Regions from separate parts of the Sus scrofa genome. Here region 2 is linked to region 1. The links are chromatin contacts, called in public Hi-C maps. All regions are on one chromosome and are shown on one strand. Each heading gives the region's core, a stretch centred on a gene start, on an enhancer-like site or on the middle of the called end of the contact. The rest is flanking DNA. Distances are from core to core; before and after follow the strand shown.

Region 1 (4,418 bases), core at 240-2,739:
GAGGAAGCACAGAGGTCCCCACGTGCCCTGCAGCCCCTGGTTTTACAAGTCAGAAAACTCAGTAGGACTTCATTCGGCTGTAGAAACTGCTACATCCCGAATGCCTGTAGCAGTTTCTCCTTCCTTTTTTAATGCCAGGCCCTGTACCTGGCAAAGATGATCCTTTGGGCATCTTAATTCTAGTTGGAAATGTTCAAAACCCAACCAAAATGGGAGTTCTTGTCACGGCTTAGCACTAACGAACCCTACTAGTATCCATGAGGATGCGGGTTTGATCCCTGGTCCTGCTCAGTGGTTTAGGATCCCACGTTGCTGTGGCTGTGGTGTAGGCCGGCAGATGCAGCTCCAGTTCATCCCCTAGCCTGGGAACCTCCATATGCCGCAGGTGTGACCCTAAAAAAAAAAAACAGAAACAAGAAACACCAACCAAAATGTACGTGATGGTGGTTCAGAGCTGGCAGCAAGGGGCTTAAGTACTCTCCTGGGCACTTGTACCTATTCTGTAGTGGACTTCTGACACTTCTTTTCCCATTCTCGGCTCTCCCCGACTCACGTCTTTGTTAAGTGGATAGGGCTGAGATTGACCACATTTCCGGAAACTATTCATATGAAAAATCATACCAGGGAGTTCCTGTTGTGGCTCAGTGGTAAGGAACCCAACTGGTATCCATGAGAATGTGGGTTCAATCCCCAGCTTTGCTCAGTGGGTTAAGTAAGGATCAGGCATTGCCGTGAGCTGTGGTGTATGTAGGTCACAGACTTGGCTTGGATGTGGCTGTGGCTGTGGTGTAGGCCAGCAGCTGCAGCTCCGATTGGACTCCTAGCCTGGAAACTTCCATGTGCTGCAATGCCTCCAAGTGCGGCCCTAAAAAGCAGCCAAAAAAAAAAAAAAAAAAAAAATCACACGAGGACTGTAGGGGAGCAAGTAATAGAAAATCTGAAACCCTCGGGGATGTTGCAGATGTAAGTAGAAGAGAGATTTGGGTGGGTGGCATACAATTACCTTCCCAGAGATGCTCAACCCAAAGGGATTTCTGTCTCTGGTCCCTCTAGACCTGAGGAAAGGGTCCTGATTGTTGGACTGTTTCTAGGACAGATTCATGAGCAAGAATGCATAAGGGATGTTTCTGGCTCTGGAATAATTGGAAGTAGCGAAGTTAATAACATCTCTAATGTCTAGGATTTATAAAGCAAAGGTCTCCTAAAATTAGATGCTTGTAATTTATAATTAGGCTTAATTATAGTTGTTGATTAGCGATGCCAGTGGTGGTTGAACACTGTGCTGTGGGGGAATTACAGACTTGGTGCTTTTTTTCTTGAGGCATGTTTCCCATGCCTTCTGATGCGCCGTAAGATAAAGACAGGCTGAGACTGTTGACCAATTAGTCAGTGCTAGCATGATAGTGATTCTGGTTTATTCAGGAAAGGGGAGGTAAAAGAACAGAATGAAAATGATCCTTTTTCCTTCCTCTTTCAGAGCGCATAGTTGACAGTGCTTCCCACGTTCACAGTGGTAGAGGGTTGCGTTAACAATGACCAGTTCAGTAGGGGAGCTTCGTCTTACCAGAGGCTTCCAGCGTGTATCTTCTCAGCCAAGAAACTGTTCTAGCGAGGATCCACCTGATTTCTCTATTGTGCTTTTCTTGGGGTTTGTGCTGACCTCTCCACCCGCATCTGTGGGCAAGCAGGACTCTTTGGGCTTTTCCTTTGTCCTTGGCTGGATCAGTGGCTTGGACCTGGACACTTCTGCATATCCAATCAAGAAACACTAGTGAGTGACTAAGTCCAGACATTATATTGAGAGTATAGAGATAGAATATCCTACCCTCAAGGATCATGTAATCCTGTAGAGGCCTCGTGTGTGTTACGTGACAGAGAGAGAGGGTGTGTGTATAGGGGAGGGAGATATCAGAAATAACTTAAGCATAACAGGATGAGAGGTAGTCTGGAGGGCCAGGCATAGTCTTTGGGAACATGTTATTGGTGAAATTATCACACGTTGAGGTGTCGTTCATACTTCAGTAATTCAGCTTTTCTTTAGATGGTCCAAGGGAGATCTAAGTTAATACTTAAGCCATCCTTGTGAGAAATAAAGGCTTTCACTTTTTAAAATGCTCCATCACCTACTTGTCTTAGTTCTGCACATTCAACTAAAATGCCCTAAAAAAGGAGTTCCCGTCATGGCTCAATGGTTCACAAATCCAACTGGGAACCATGATGACTGCAGATTCGATCCCAGGCCTCACTCAGTGGGTTAAGGATCCGGTGTTGCCGTGAGCTGTGGTGTAGGTCGCAGACGTGGCTCGGATCCCATATTGCTGTGGCTGTGGTGTAGGCTGGATTAGACCCCTAGCCTGGGAACCTCCATATGCCACGGGTGCGGCCATAGAAAAGACGAAAAAATAAAATGAGATGCCCGAAGAAACAACCTCTGATCCCTCTTATAACAGGACAGGGTTCAGAGAGAGGAGGAAAGTAAGCAGGTGGGGCCAGTGCTTTGCTACAGAGCTGACTGTGGTCCAGGGGGCGTTTAGTTATTGGGACCAAGCATTATCTCGGTGTAAGAGCAAGTCACCTTTGGAACAATCCTGTTGGGAACCTAGAATCTATATAACAAGATTCCAATGACTATATTATAAGCTAACACAAAGTCTGAGAAATATTACTGGGTTAACTTTTCCCTTGAAAGAATCAGACTTGCTCACTGCAGAGAGTGTGTAGAATACTTGGGCGATTAAAATATGGGACCATGGTATCTCTCTTGTCAAATGAAAATAAGGATGAGGGCATCTTGTCTGTTTAATTGAAAGGCATAATAGTGTTCAGAGGACTGTAGCTCTAGTACCGTGCTCAGCTGCTGGTGATTTGTGCTCAGTGTTTCCTTTAATGACACAGCAATGCTCAAACTTGACACAACACAAATCCACTTGAGACGGGAGCTTCGACACAACACAAATCCACTTGAGACGGGAGCTTCGAACTGCACCGTAATATTACTCTTGACAGATGGCCATGAACAGTGTGCCATGGTAAAGAGATGATATGATTGAGTTAAAGGCAGGAGACAGGGGTTCAAATGTGAGCCCTGCTGGTTCTGTCTCTTATAAATTGCTTAATCTTTCTAACTAATCTTTGAGTTTCCTTATTTTGTCAAATGGAGGCACAGAAATGAGGATTAACTGAGAAGAAGTAAAATAGCACAGAAAAGTAAATACATGCATTTTTTTTTTAAGCTGGGGGAATCTAAAAAGTTTGAGATTACTAGCTTATTGTAAGTTCCTTATTTCTTCCTCATTTATTAATTTATTACCATCAGCTAATATAGTGCCTGACACTAGTAAGTGTGTGGCAAAAGTATTTGCAAAATGTGTTCATTGTGTGGCCAAGGAACACATTTTCATAGGAAAATAAACCAGTGAACTGACAATAATTGTGTCATATTTTAGGGCCAATCTAGTAACCCTCTCATTAATTCAGGAAATGAATGGTTAAGAGAGAAGCCCACAACTATCAAAAGATACTTAGATTTAAAAAAAGAGAAAGAAATCTTGCCATTTGCGATAACATGGATGGAATGGAGGCAGTATTATGCTTAGTGAAATAAGTTAGAGAAAGACAAATACTATATGTGATTATTTGTATGCAGAATCTAAAAAAACAAAACAAGGGAGTTCCCATGGTGGCACAGCAGAAACCACGAGGTTGTAAGTTCAATCATTGGCCTCGCTCGGTGGGTTAAGGATCTGGCGTTGCCATGAGCTGTGGTGTAGGTCACAGACATGGCTAGGATCTGGTGTTGCTGTGGTTGTGGTGTTGGCCAGCAGCTGTAGCTCCGATTAGACCCCTTGCCTGGGAACCTCCTTATGCCATGGGTATGGCCCTAAAAAGCAAAAAATAAGTAAATAAAATTAAAAAAACCAAGCAAATATAACAAAACAGACATAAGCTCACAAATACAGAGAACGAGATAGTGGTTGCCAGAGGAGAGTGGGGATAGAGGGAGGGGTGAAATAGGTGAAGGGGATTAAGAGGAACAAACTGCTCGGTATAAAATAGATGGAGAGAGTTTCTTTTGTGGTGCAGCAGAAGTGAATCTGACTATCAGTGAGGATGTGGGTTCAATCCCTGGCCTTGCTAGGTGGGTTAAAGGATCCGGCATTACTGTGAGCTGCGGTGTAGGTTGCAGATGTGGCTCAAATCCCACATTGCTGTGGCTGTGGTGTGGGCCAGCAGCCACAGCCTGATTCGATGCCTACCTTGGGAACTTCCATAGGCCATGAGTACAGCCTTAAAAAGGAAAAAAAAAAAAAAAAAAAAAAAAAGATGGGGAGTTCCCTTATGGTTCATTGGGTTAAGAACTTGGTATTGTCACTCTTGTGGTTCTGATTACAGCTATGGTCCAGGTTCACACTGCATGC
Region 2 (4,571 bases), core at 1,235-3,734, 120 kb after region 1:
GGCCTACCCTGAATTTCTGATTTACATTCTCATTTCAAAGTGATTTGGTCTAATATTCACATGGTTTAATGCTGCTGCTTGTATGTGTTGCCAAGGACTTTCATAATAATCAGTGGATTATTCCACATTGATTGACTTTTTCCTTAATGGCAAAAATTATAGAGTAGTTGGAAAAGGTTTAATTATAAACTTTTATGAAAGAAAAAAGAAAACTTTAAAAATACAATTTTCGGGAGTTCCTGCTGTGACACAGCAGGTTAAGGATCTGTTCTTGTCTCTGTGGCAGTGTGAGTTCAATGTCTGGCCCATAGCAGTGGGTTAAAGATCTGGCCCTGCCAAAGCTGTGGAGTGGGTCACAGTTGTGGCTCAGATTCGACCCCTGGCCTGAGAACTTCCATAGGCCATGGATGTGACCGAAAAAGGAAAAAAAAAAAAAAAAAAAAGGTAATTTTTGGCCATGCCCACAGCCTGTGAAAGTTCCCAGGCCAGGAATTGAAGCTGCATTCTCAAGCTGTTGTTGCGGTAATGATGGATCCTTAACCCACTGGGCCACAAGAGAACCCCTAGAAATATAATTTAGGGTATTTACCTTATGTTTTACTCTTGCCTTAAAAAAATTATTTTTCATACAGGTAAAGGTGAAACCCTTACCCTTTTACCCCATGTAGTTCTTTCTATTTAAAATGAAAAAATAAAAAAATCATTTGTCAAGAAAACAAAACCACCAGTTGGTAAATCTAGGAAATTTTTCTTCTGTACCTTATTAAGACTCCTTGAACTGAAACTAAATGAGTGAATTCCATGCCCATGCAATGAATGTTAATACTCAACTTTTCTGGATGAAGCAGTTGATGAGAACGGCTGGAGCGAAAACACTGCGTCGTGACAGGAGAACTTCCAGCGTTACTCCCATTACTAAGCCAGAAAATAATCTTTTGCTTCACTGATTGTCAAATGAGTAACTGAAAAGGCGGATTCAGTTTGATTCGCTTTGGTTTTGGAGACAGAGACCAACTCCAGAAAGGTTGCATAAAAACCTTGTGTGACCAGGGCTACTGTGTATGGGTGTGTAGAATGTGGCTAAGATAGGGACATCTGGCCCAGGGACTGATTTCTGGTCCATTCTCTGCCTGTTAGCCTTGCCTTTGACACAGGACATCCATGACCCAGAAAGAGGAATTCAATGGTTTTTTTTTGTTTTGTTTTGTTTTCCTTATTCACCTAAAGGTGCCCATCAGCATGATAACCCAGGCTAATAGAACTAATAAAGCAATAATGTTTTAATCATCTATCTAAATGATCAGACCTGAGAGTTCCCATTGTGGCTAAGTAGATTATGAACCTCATCAGTGTCCTTGAGGATGCAGATTCGATCCCTGGTCTCACTCAGTAGGTTAAGGATCCGACATTTGCTGTGAGCTGTGGCTAGGCCAGCGGCAGGTGCAGGCCTAAAAAGCATTAAAAAAAAAAAAAAAAAAAAAATCAGACCTAGGTTCCAGTTACCAGCACCTCATAGGCCCCTTTGCTATCCTGCTGTGCTGCTGAAAACCTTTAGGTGTAAAATCCTAGTTTGTTAATGAATTCTACGAACAGTAAGGTGATTGAAAATAAGTCTAAATAGCTGTGAAAGTCACCACAATGACATGAAATAAATTTAGTAAGTTTAGATCAGCCAAAAAGAGAAAAAAATAAAGAATGGTCATTATAAGGTGGAACTTGAAAGACACATCATTTACTTTCTGCATTCAAATGTGTTCTGATAGTTGTGGGAGGGACTGCTAATCCCAATATGGTTACTGATGGGTGAGTTTGGTCTTCAGTTCATTCTTGGATTTGCCTTTCAAGTCCCCAGCATATTCTTCTTCTTTTTTTTTAATCTGTTTAAAATTATATTTCTTGGAGTTCCCGTCGTGGCGCAGTGGTTAACGAATCCGACTAGGAACCATGAGGTTGCCGGTTCAATCCCTGGCCTTGCTCAGTGGGTTAAGGATCCGGTGTTGCCGTGAGCTGTGGTGTAGGTCGCAGACGAGGCTCGGATCTCACGTTGCTGTGGCTCTGGCGTAGGCCTGTGGCTATGGCTCTGATTCGACCCCTAGCCTGGGAACCTCCATATGTTGCGGGAAGCAGCCCTAGAAAAGGCAAAAGGAAAAAAAATATATATTTCTTAAAAATATTAAGTGATTTTAATTTTAGCATGTAAGGTTCCTGGGAGCACAGTCATATAAATAAGGTGGAAAATACTTTTTGGGGGGTAAAATATTGGAAAATGCGCACAAGTAATTTTCCTAATTTACTTAAGCTTTAGTAGCTTAATCAGCCAGCTCTGATGAAGGTTTCAAACAAGATTTCTAATAATAGAAACATTGAAGCAAGTATACCATTTGTACAAGAGCATAAGCCATTTAAATTTAGTTCTCTAAAGGAGAAGGGAAACTTCATCACAAAGTAATTTCAGGAAGTTGAATGCAGACTTGCTCCGTTTTTCCTGTCCTGGTGCCACTCCTTCAGTGGCTGTTTGGAGGGACAGGATCACGTGCATGTCTTGTGTAGACTATTTTTACAGCACATCTAACGAAGGGTTTGGAGGGACCGTGTGAAACACTGTGTCCCAGTTTAAATCTAAAGCAACAGGTGTCTTTGGGCAGGTTACTCGACCAGGAGTTTTTTCTTTTTTTAACACCTTGGATTATTGTGCATCTGGACCAGTGATCATACCTACCTTTGGCTTAGACTGTCTGTCTGTTTATTTATATATTTTAGGGCTGCACCCTTGGCACATGGAGGTTCCCAGGCCAGGGGTCCTATCAGAGCTATAGCCGCCGGCCTACACCACAGCCACACCAACACCAGATCTGGACCGCATCTACAATGTGCACCACAACTCACAGCAATGCCAGATCCTTAACGCACTGAGCGAGGCCAGGGATCAAACCCGTGTCTTCGTGGATGCTAGTGAGATTCGTTTCAACTGAGCCACGATGAGAACTCCCCGACTTAGTCTTTAACAAAGACTGATGTGAAGATATCAATGGTGAATCTATGTTAATATATTATCGGCACGTGTTTAGCGTTTTTGTGGTTTTAGGAAGTTCATTGTATACATTGTCTTGCTTCATCCCAGCAGGGTTGGGAGGTTAGTTTCCCCATTTTGTGAATTAGAAGGCTTTAAAGAGCAGGGATGCCAAAAAAAAGGAAAGAAAAGGCAAAAAATACACATGACTAATAAGTAACTGTGCTGGGACTAGGTTTTCAGAGAGTAGGTCCAGTGATACTAATATATAACAATGGACTGGTGATAGATACTTTTTCAAAAGGACTGTCCTTGATAAAGAGAAGATACATCTGAAGATGAAGTTCTTTCAGCAGGGGCTAGGCTAACATTTTATTAGTTTCATATCCACACACACACTTACTGATTCTAATATTCTGATAGTAGTATTTTGAATAACTTTATTGAATCATGCATACCACATTTAAGTGGTTTATTACCTAATCTCTGTAATTTATGCTTGTAAAGAAAGAGATACACTAGTCTGTGAATAATTATTCTGGTCTCTGGAACAAAATTAAATATTTTTTCCAAACCTTACCAATTAATCTTTTGTCCTCATTTGAGGAGGTATTTTTTTCTATATAACCTCATGCTTGGATTACAGTTTAACTTGCTGAGCACTGTACAGGAAATTAGATACATAAATCTCATTGTTAGATATTAAGGCTTCAGTTTGTTTCAAATTTGGGAGTGTCTGTGTCAGCTAAACTTGATTCAAGGTCAACCTGTTAGCACTGAAAGGAATCTTTCCCCCTGAAATCCTGTGAGAGATTTTTTTCTTTTGTTTTTCCATTTTGTGGTAGTTTATTTGACCTTTTTCAAGTAGGGATTTTAGGCTCATTGTGAAAACATGCTTCTTTTAATAGTTAAGAGTTCAGAAACAAAGCCAGGTGGACATGCACTTAAATTCCCTCTCTACCATCTGCTCACTGTCTAACCTCTGGTTAGTTACGTGCCTTCTCTTAGATTTTGTTTTCTCATCTTTGAGATGGGGGTCCTTCCAGCATCTCTCTCCAGTCAGGATTAAGTGAGATGATCTCTGCAATATGCTGAAAACAGTGGTTTGCCCATAGAAAGCATGGAATACCTGTGCAGTTATTGTTGTTACTCCTTTAGACCAAAGTTGATTCAAGAAAGGAGGCAAAAGAAGTTCACGCTGTGGCTCATTGGGTTTCGAACATGGCTAGTATCCATGAGGATGCAGGTTTGATCCTGGCCTCAATTGGTGGGTTAAGGATCCAGCGTTGCTGTAAGTGTGGTGTAGGTCGCAGATGCTGCCTGGATCCTGCGTTGCTGTGGCTACAGTGTAGGTCTGCAGCTGCAGCTCCAATTGGACCCCTAGCCTGGGAACTTTCATGTGCCATGGATGTGGCCCTAAAAGGTAAAAAGGGGAAAAAAAAAAAAAAGGCAAAAGAAGAGCATAAAGCGTTATGCGCCTGTGGCTTTTGTGGAAGGAGGCTCAGAGCAGCAGAGATGGAAAGTGGGTGTCATCAAACTGAGCATAAACTAGCCTGCTCTG

Evidence for each region. A called contact is a pair of places that touch in the nucleus more often than the background predicts.
Region 2: a Hi-C map of alveolar macrophages shows a contact between it and region 1, with 1.7 times the contacts expected there. The contact joins two enhancer-like sites. A contact is called at or near these places in 1 of 5 promoter capture datasets (liver), 25 of 47 Hi-C or Micro-C datasets (adipocytes, adipose tissue, alveolar macrophages and 12 more) and 2 of 2 datasets of contacts at active chromatin or transcription factors (alveolar macrophages and skeletal muscle).

The regions. Positions count from the first base shown.
Region 1 is chr1:33,566,037-33,570,454 of Sscrofa11.1, forward strand. The region is part of intron 1 of ARHGAP18 (rho GTPase-activating protein 18); the gene reads left to right. It overlaps LOC106508849 (a long non-coding RNA gene), which reads right to left. Exons shown (of 3, transcript XR_001305925.2): 3 at 1,394-1,746. Among named protein-coding and RNA genes, the nearest start is that of ARHGAP18, 41 kb to the left of the region's middle. Within about 2 kb of position 1,490, at least 3 of the 83 cell types and tissues checked have an H3K27ac peak or open chromatin away from gene starts, as enhancers often do. A contact at or near this core is called in alveolar macrophages, where this site is marked.
Region 2 is chr1:33,689,392-33,693,962 of Sscrofa11.1, forward strand. All of the region lies in intron 10 of ARHGAP18 (rho GTPase-activating protein 18), which reads left to right. Among named protein-coding and RNA genes, the nearest start is that of ARHGAP18, 160 kb to the left of the region's middle. Within about 2 kb of position 2,485, at least 7 of the 83 cell types and tissues checked have an H3K27ac peak or open chromatin away from gene starts, as enhancers often do. A contact at or near this core is called in alveolar macrophages, where this site is marked.